Regions from separate parts of the Sus scrofa genome. Here region 2 is linked to region 1. A link is a contact called in public HiChIP or PLAC-seq data. All regions are on one chromosome and are shown on one strand. Each heading gives the region's core, a stretch centred on a gene start, on an enhancer-like site or on the middle of the called end of the contact. The rest is flanking DNA. Distances are from core to core; before and after follow the strand shown.

Region 1 (4,556 bases), core at 2,044-4,543:
AAAAAAAAAAAAAAAAAGACAGGAATAGCAGCCTGCTGGTGGCTCTTGCATGACTGAGTCCCTGATAGCCTGTTGCCCTACAGGGATATCTGAGCCTAATGCCACCCTAGGTGTTATCTGAGAAAGATAAGCCTTTTCCACTGTGTTCTCAGACCCGTGTAATTAGTTTGCCTTGGCTGTGCTACAGTTGCCTGTTTGTCTGTCTCTTTATCCCCACTAATGCCTGGGCCGTAGTCGTACCTGCAGCCTAAGCATCTAGAGCAGAGCTTGGGTACCTGATGCGTCCATTAGCGCCCAAAAGAGTAGATGAGAGACACGGGGTCTGGGGGTGCCCTCAGGCCCACACGGCCCCCTTCACAGTCCTGATATGTCAGACTTTCCATGGTCGGTGTTCCCAGCTGCGGAATGAAGGGGCGCAAAGCCCATGCCTTCTGTTATTTCCCCTTGCAGAGCAGGGCCATTTATGCTGCTTAGAACACGGTCCTGGCTACGTTATGGTTCCAAGCGACAACCACCCTGTTGCCATTGGGTTCGACTCCAACTCGCTAGACCTGCCCTGTGGCGAGCAGGCTGATGAGGCTCCGTGGGAAAGTCATCGATGCCGAGCGCGTGCTTTGAAGGATGATGAAAGCATATACTTTCCACGAGGGTTTTGTTTCCAAGAAGAAGAAGAAGAAGAAAGGCTGTGGGTTTCGTTGAGTGAATTAAGGTGTCAGTAGTTATCAGATGACACCCTGATCTTTGCGTGTTGGATGTATTTTGTGTTCGTCTCAGTCAGGAATGTAGTGTTCTGGGGATCCAGGCGGGAGGTCCCGGGCAGGGGGAGCCATGGAGATAGAAACCAGATTTTTTTTTTTTTTCCGCTGCACCCCTGGCATGCAGAAATTCCAGGGCCAGGGATCAAGCCTGTGTCACAGCTGCAACCTGAGCCACAGTGGTGACAATGCAGGCTCCTTCACCTGCTGGGCCGCTGAGGAAACTTCAGAAACCAGAATTTTAACCCATTCGCTAGTGCAGCCTTGTTTCCCAAAGTGACCCTTTCTCGTGAAATGGCACATGTTGAATGCTGGCGTATCAGAACAGCAGCAGACTTACCAATGCTCCCTATTGGCATCTTTATAACACGTTTTGATCAGCAGCTGTTGGGAAGCCATTTACGCTTTACCGAGCCTCAGTTTCTCTTCTGTAAACTGGGGGTAGTAGCATAACCCTGTTTATAGGTACCCAGAGGAGGCACCCAAAGGGGGCAGAAACATCAAAATTCCAGGACTTCGTTTCCTACTTTTTCTGGGGATCATCTTTAGCTTCCTATCCCTGTCTTTGTGGGTTTTTCAACCTTGCAGCCCCGTCTCTCCTCGTTACTTCTCTGTAGGGCTCCATTTCCCTAGGGGTGTGTCCCACACTGGGCCTGGCTCTGTGTCTCACTCCCTCCACGGGAGGCTGCTCCCAAGGGAGGGGACTGTAGAGCTTATAGCCCGAAGCCCAGCACAGGACCTGCACCTGCGGGTCACCCACTTGGCCTTGAATCACTGCACAGATGAACAGATGTAGTCATGCATTTCCCTTATCAGGGACAGCTATGGCTTTTAGCTCCTGGAGAAAGTCTGAACCAAGAGATGGCAAATGATGATGACAGAAATTTCATGCTGCATGACACACTCCCAAGAAAATCAAAGAGGGCAAGTGACAGAGTCGGAACTCACTGCATGTTACCAATGAGCCATCCACCCACACAGGCCAGTGATGGGCAGCCCTGGGGACTTTCAGGCCAGAGGGAGAGAAAGAGTTAGCAGGAGAGTAGTATCGCTTTCTGCAGAAGGACTGAAAGTGAGAAAGGTGAAGAGAGAAGAAGGTACACAAACAGCTTAAATGTGTTATATTTCTGGTGAGTTTTAAGAACCTTTGAGGTTTTGTTTTTCACATAATCCATGGTTTCTCAGCCAAGAAGATACAGGGCATGGTTCAGGGTGCTGATAATGAGCCGATGTAATTTCTCAATGTTTAACCCTCATATCTCTCTCATCAGGAATTCAGCGGCGTGGGGGTGGGGCTCACAGGTGACATCAACTGCTACTATAGGCCTCTGCCTTATCAGCACCTCGTTACCCAATAAAAAATTCCTCACTTGCCAAAAAGCAGGAGGCCATCTGCTCTGACCCTGCCCCCCCTTTTCTCCGTAGAAAAACCTTCTGTGTACGTTTTGGAGTCCTGTGTGCTGTATGAACCATGTCACTGGTGGATAAGGAGAGAGGTGTCCACTTGGCCATTGGGCTGCCTTCCTCTTTTCAGTCTCCTTATACTCACTGATCTTGGATTGTGACTTTTCCAGGGAGAGGGGGCCATTTTTTGGTCTAGAATCTAACTTGCTAACTATTGCAGGACCCTCTGAGGGGTCAGCCTGAATTGCTACCCTTGGTGCAGCCATCACCATCTCCTCCACGTCCTGCCTCTCCCTCGGGGGCCTCCTGTCTACAGAATCCTGATGGATCGTCCTGACTGTGTAGAGAAAGTGGCCGAGGCCAAGCCAGGACCTCTTGTTGTATGAACAGCCCAGGAAGATGGCGTGGTCACTAAAGAGCCATAAGAAAAGGGGCCCCGCGGACTTACCCCATCAACACAAGTCCACCAACCTTTCTGGATGCCCACTCTGTAGAAAGCCCTGTGCTGGGCACCAGGGCAATAACTGTGACTAATACCCAGGCTGTGCCCAAGCTCTCCATCTGGTGAGGGGATGGAGGTGAGGAAACCAGCAGTGGTGCTGGAGGCAATGGACTTGTGTGCAGGGGACAGAAGACCCAGTGCAGGAAATGGTTCTCTCGGGTCAAGGAGGTTGGTTAGGAAGGACTCTGAACTCAGAAGGTTCTGTCAGAGCTGGGATTTGAAGGATAAGTAGGAACCTTATGGGGGTAACAAGGGCATTGCTGGGCAGAGGGAACCACAGGGGTAAAGATTTGTAGACCTAGCTCGTCTGAAAGATTTCAGGTATTTTGGACTTTATTTCTGTCAGTCATGGAGACAGGGCTGTTTAGGAAATTTAAGGTCAATGGCTTTATTTAAGTTTCGGTAACCTCATTGATGATATTGATTTGGTTGTTTATTGAATTCCTACAGAATATGAACTCTGGGGAGGACTAACTGGAGTGTCCATGAAGCTTTGCCAGCTCTCAAGGCAGGAGGGGCTCCAGCAGGTGGAGCACAGGGGGCTCTTCCATTGGCTGCAGCTCCAGCCCCACCTCCTTTCCCAGCACTTAAACCTCCAGCCCCAGTGACTCTCCAGTGGGCAGCAAGGGGACCTCTGCACTCTCAGAGGCAAAGAGCAGCACACACGGCTGAAGGGACGCTCAGAGGAGGGAACCCCAGAGGACGGTGGCCATGGACCTGATCCCAAGCTTTTCTGTGGAAACCTGGCTGCTTCTGGCTACCAGCCTGGTGCTCCTCTATCTGTGAGTAGCGGTCCAGGCTCATCTCCTCTGTAACCTTGGACTTGGTTACAGAGCAAATCTGCTCCCCTTTCCCTTCGCCATTTGAAGATCTAGGCAAGTGGAGGGGTAGCTGCTGAAGCTTTGGATGCTACAAAGACAAAGGGGTCCCCACTGATCTTAGCCAGGTCTGTCGAAGGGGTAACACCACCACCACCTCCACTCCATTCCTGCTACTGCAGTTAGAAGTGTTTGGCGATGTTATTTGCTCTTGGGGATGACCTTCTGATTGACTTTCGGTTTGCATGGACCTAGACTAACCAACCAGAATCCAGTAAAGCAGATTGAAAACAACTGGCCCCTGCGCCGTGGGGTACCCCCCCACTTTCCCACACCTGGGGATCCTGAGCAGGAAGAAGTAACCTAACTTGGGTTTTCGTTTCCTTTCAGCCTCTGGTTTCTGTATCTGCTGCAAGAGACCTGTAGAAAGATTGGCCCCTGTGTCACTCGTGGGTTCCTGCTCCCTCCCCTCCTTTCCCGGGGGTCACTTACATAAGGTGCCTGGTCCCCCAGACTTTGCGGAGGGCTGGAGACTCGCCCCTCTTGTCACACTCAGCCCTCTCCTGGCACTCTCTTTCTAAGACTCAGTCCCTCTGCCCTGCACTGTGCAGAACGTCTGCTCCAGAATGAGGAACCTTTAGCTCTGGGGAGACGTGGCAGAGACCTTGATGTCCTATTCGTTTCTCTCACCTTTCCCTCCGTCTCCGGAAGAGTTAGCGTCCGTGTATACACTTATTTCCCCTGTACTATGAAGTCTGCTAAGGCACAAGCCCCCCGTCCAATGTGGGTTCAAAGTGTTTTTTCTCTTTAAGTACAGCGCAGCAGGATGAATCTAAACCATCCAGCGGGAGAATCTCTTTCCATGGTGGGATTCCTGGTACCATGGCACTGGTCAGGAGAGGACTTACGTTCCAGTGGGTAGACATACCCCCTCCAAATCACATTGGACCTCAATTTCACTGTCACTGAGTATAGGAAATCATGATGATATGGACATGGTTAATATCAACCGTGTAGTTCCTTGAAAAAAAATACTAAGAGTTCAAGGTATTGCAGCAACCTTGATGATAGTGTAAA
Region 2 (4,792 bases), core at 115-2,614, 110 kb after region 1:
TTAAGAACATCAGAGGTTTGGTTTTTACATCGTCCATGGTTCTCTGCCAAACAGATGCAAAACTTGGTTCAGAGGGAGACTAATGAGCTGGATGAATTTCTCTCCCATCAGGTGTATGGCAGTGTCTCCCAGGTGACACCCAACTTCTAGCTGTCTATAGGACTCCTCCTACCAGCTGCATTAAAGAAAAATCCCTACTGGTCAAAGAGTGGGGCATCCAATCTGATGCCCTTTGCCCTGGATGAAAATATCATGCCAACATTTTTGAGACCTTTGTGCTGTATGAGCTACATCTCGGTGGATAAGGAGGTTGGGGTCCACTTGGCCATTGGGTTTCTTTCCTGCGTCACACCCTTCACACCCATTGTTTGAGAAGTGGTGGTCTTCCTATAGAGAGAGGTCCTTTCTTGTTTCACTTCTGTCTGACTCACTGTCTACTGCAAGACTCTCTCAGTGGGATAGAAATCAGCCCAAATTAATGTTTTTGGTATAGCTATCACCATCTCCTCCAAGTCCTGCATCTCTTTCTGGAGCCCTCTTGTCAATAGAATGCTGATGGATAATCTAGAATGTCCAGTGATGGTGGCCAAGGCCCACCAGGCCCTCTGTTGCATTAACTATCCAGGAATATGGTGTGGTCACCAAAGAGTCACAGGGAAAGGAAACACAGGGGCCCAGATTTCTCATGACGACCAATTCAAGTCTACCAACCTTTCTGATGCCCACCTCTGCTAGGTACCAAGGATGGAAGGGTGACTAATACTCAGACTGTGTCCACAACCTCGATCTGTAAGGGAACAGGTTTGGAAACAAACCAGGGTCCTGGAGGATAATAGAATTGTGCTCAGGCGGATAGGAATTGCCTAGAAGTGGAAGTGGTTATTCCTGGTAAAGGAAGCTGGTTAGGGATGACTCTAAGATAGACTATTCTTTCTGAGCTGAGATTTGAAGAATGAGAAGGTGCCTTATTGGGGAAGGAGGGGTATTTCTAGGCAGCGGAAACTGCATGGGTAAATATTTGTAGATATAGGTTGTCTGGAGGATTTCAAGTATTTTGGAGTGCAGGCAGCTTAAGGGAGACATGGCATTTTATAGGAGATTAATGGCTAGTGGTTTTATTTGAGTTCTGTAACCTTTGGACTTACTGATAACACTTATTGAGTTGTTATTGAATTCGCACAGAATATGAGTTCAAAGGAGGTCAAACTTGACTGTCCATGGTGCTTTGCCAACTATCAAGGGGGGGAGGGCTCCTGCAGGAAGAGCACTGGTGTTTTTTCACTGGCTGCAACCCCAGCTCCACCCACTTCCCAGCATATAAATCTTTCAGCCTCAGCGAGTCATCACTGGGTGTGAAAGCAGCAGGCAAAGCGCAGCACAACCAGCTAAAAGGAAAATCCGAGGAGAGAATCACGAGGACAGTGGCCATGGACCTGATCCCAGGCTTTTCCACAGAGACCTGGGTTCTCCTGGCTACCAGCCTGGTGCTCCTCTATCTGTGAGTAGCCGTCCAGACTTGTCTGCTCTGTAACCTTGGCCTTAGGTGTTAATCAGGTCTCCCTTTCCCTTTACTGATTTGAAGATCAGATTTAATGGAGGGAAGGGTGCTTAAGCTGTGGGTCCACAAACAGCAAAGGGAGTATTATTGATATTATTGACATTGACTCAGTCCCGTGGAAGGAGTAACCAACCTCCTGCCCCCAAGTGCCTATTTTCTGTAGTTGGCAGAGTTTAGTGACATTATTTGCTCCCAGGGAAGATCTTCTGGTGGACCACCCGTTTCCATGGACCAGAATCCACCAGAGGAAGATTTTAACCAATGGGTCCCTGTGCAGTGGGGGTACCCTTCCCTTCCCAAGCTCTGGGGGTCCTGGAGACATGAAGTCAACTGGGTTTTTGTCCCATTGTCTTCACCTTCTGGGTTCTGGGTCTGCTGCCAGAGATGTGTAGAGCAGCTGGCCCCTGTGTCACTCAGGGGTTCCTGGTCCCCTTTCTCCTACCCCAGGTGTCATTCACATAAGGCACCTGGTCACCCAGGGGCTGGAGACATTGCCCGTCTCTTAGACTCAGCTTCCCCCCCCACGCCATGCCCCCTCTTTGGCACTCATCTCTAAGAGTGCCATCCCCCACTCTTTCTATGCACAACTCTCTACCTCCCAAATCAGAAATCTGTAGAACAGAGGAGACTTGGCAGAAATCTGGATATTTTATTCATTTCTTTCACTTTTCCCTCCTATCTCTGGAAGGATTATCATTAACACAGAAACTTATTTTCCCTATGATATGAAATCTGCTCACGACCCATGCAAGTCCCAAACTCCAACTTGTATTATAATTATTTTTTCCCTTTAAGTACAGTACTAGACAAGGAATCACGGTCATCTAACAGTGTGGGATTCTTGACACCACAGAACAGGCTGGGAAAGGGATTACTTTAAAGGAGTGGGTAGGAAAGGCCCATCTCCATGTCACATTTGACTTCTATCTCAATTTCACTGTTATTAGAAAACAGCAAGAAGTCATGATGACATGAACTCTATAAATGTTTTAATTCTTGGAAAGTAACGATAGTGATTCAGGTATGTGCAACACGTTTTCTGTCTCCTGACATTTTAAAATTGATAGCTTTTAATTCATTCTTCATCATAGATTTGTTAATGATATAAGACAATTTCCCACATGTTCTTTCTAAAGGATAAAAGAGGTCTGCTTTCCAGTATTTTTGACCATAAAAGTTGGTAAATAAGCTCACACTTCTAGCATCATGTCAGGAAAATGAAATCTAGTATAAAAATGTATACTTCTGTGATATAGATTGTTTTAAATACACCTGCCAGCAGGTTATTTTAATCTCTCATGGGAGTTAAGTGTGCCTGGGAGCCAGTGATAATGGGGGAGGCATCCTGGGAGGGTCAGGATGCAGGGAAGAATAGTCCTCATTCCTCAGAGCAGACCTCCCAGAGATGATCGTCTGACCTGGTCCCACCAGAGGTCAGCAGAGTTGGCATCTCATCTGCTTGAAGCCTGGGGTGGGTCACCATCTAAGTCACATGATGTGTGGTCCATCTGGCCCTGGGGCTGTTATTAGGTAGTGTCAGTACCAGGCAAACGTCACAGTAGCCTTAGAAGATACTACTGCCGCCAAGAGTCAGTAGCTGCAGACAGTGTTTTCCTGATACCAGCACAGTGTGAACACAATAAGAATGATTGGCTTTATTGTAAGGCCCTTCCTTTTTACTCAAAGCAGCTTTCCCAAACCATGCGAAGCTGGAAAGCAATCCAAGAATTCACCCAGACCACACTCTGCCTTTATATGAAATCATGTGTGGTTAGACACTGGACCAGATCTTTCCTTGGGACCAATTAATTCAGACACATTCATTCAATGTTTTGGCATCACTTTAAAAAAAATTGAAAGTATAGTTGATTTATAGTGTTGTGCCAATTTCTTCAATATAGCAAACTATATACATATAGTTTTCCATCATGGTCTATCCCAGGAGATTGGCTATAGTTCCCTGAGGTATACAGAAGGGCCTTGGACTTAACGTCTCTTCATTCTAAATGGAATCCTTTGCTTCTGTTAATCCCAACTTCCTGCCAACCCATTCCCTCCCCTCAGGCCCCACCCCTGGTAACAAAAAATTTGTTCTCTATGTCTGTGACTCTGTTTATATTGTATACCTAGGTTCATTTGTGCCATATTTTAGACTGCACATATAAGTGATATCATATGGCATTTTTCTTACTTACTTCACTTAACATGATAATCTGTAGTTGTGTCTTGGCATCAGTCTTGAGTTCATGCAACACATTGAGAGTTTAGAAGGAGAAACTGATTTTCCCTGGTTATGATGGCTGAGGAAGGAACTAGGGTGGGCATAGCCCAGGTCACTCCCTTTTTGGAAACTGATGTTCGCTCCTCCACCAACTCTTCTGGAGGAAAGATCCAAACACTCAGCTGTGCTTGGCCAAGGTGCCCATGCTGCATCTTCAAACAATGCAATTTCCCTCATGCAATTTTTGTGTTTATTTTGTCGCATATTATAAGATGTGATGGATTTGTACAGAATATCTGGAACCTAAAGACCTTAAAAGCTCAGCATCAAAGAAGAGACAGGTCTTAATCCACCAATCTGAAACATTTTATGGCTATTCATTTTATACCACACAATGACTTTTTTTTTTTTGCTATTGGCAAGAAGGTACCTGAAGTGTGAAAGGCCTACTTTTAGCTGAAAACACCTGCAGGACATGTTGAACCATTTATACATAGCACACTTTTCAGCCCCGTCTTCCTAATTTGCCTCTACAGTATTGGTCTTGGAGGCTTAGCAACTTCATGGTTAAAACTGTTGCTGGCAACCTCTTCCCTCAGCCTCTCTTTTCCTCCAGTCTCATCTCTGAGCAACACCAGACTGAGAGGATCTGCAAGAATTAAAACCCACAGTTGTGGAATTCCACACAGGACACAGGAAGATGAATTCTGGGTCCATGAGGCATAGAAAGAACCAGTCTTAATGGCTTTTGGGGATAGTTAATGCACAGAGGCAGTAAAGTAACTATTTTGTGACTGAACATCTTGAAAAAATGAGTGTGCTTGGGGCACTGTGCTTAGCAGGTGAGTACCATAAGTTGTAAGCCCAGGTACCATTCGAGAAAGAATGGTCTGGAAATGGATTCACGAGTCATTGGTTCATTTATGAACTTATATTCAGGGAACATATGGTCACTCACCCTTCTCTGTAGCTCAAGTCAACCAAATTGCCTGAGGACAGAAACTTGGGTGTGG

Evidence for each region. HiChIP or PLAC-seq counts read pairs in DNA pulled down with a chosen protein or histone mark.
Region 2: a contact with region 1 is called in an H3K27ac HiChIP or PLAC-seq map of alveolar macrophages. The contact joins the promoter of CYP3A29 here to the promoter of CYP3A22 in region 1. A contact is called at or near these places in 1 of 5 promoter capture datasets (liver), 24 of 47 Hi-C or Micro-C datasets (adipose tissue, alveolar macrophages, blood and 11 more) and 2 of 2 datasets of contacts at active chromatin or transcription factors (alveolar macrophages and skeletal muscle).

What each region holds. Positions count from the first base shown.
Region 1 is chr3:6,623,567-6,628,122 of Sscrofa11.1, forward strand. It overlaps CYP3A22 (cytochrome P450, subfamily IIIA, polypeptide 22), which reads left to right and starts at 3,294. Exons shown (of 14, transcript NM_001195509.1): 1 at 3,294-3,443. The coding sequence starts at 3,373.
Region 2 is chr3:6,737,138-6,741,929 of Sscrofa11.1, forward strand. It overlaps CYP3A29 (cytochrome P450 3A29), which reads left to right and starts at 1,365. Exons shown (of 15, transcript NM_214423.1): 1 at 1,365-1,498. The coding sequence starts at 1,428.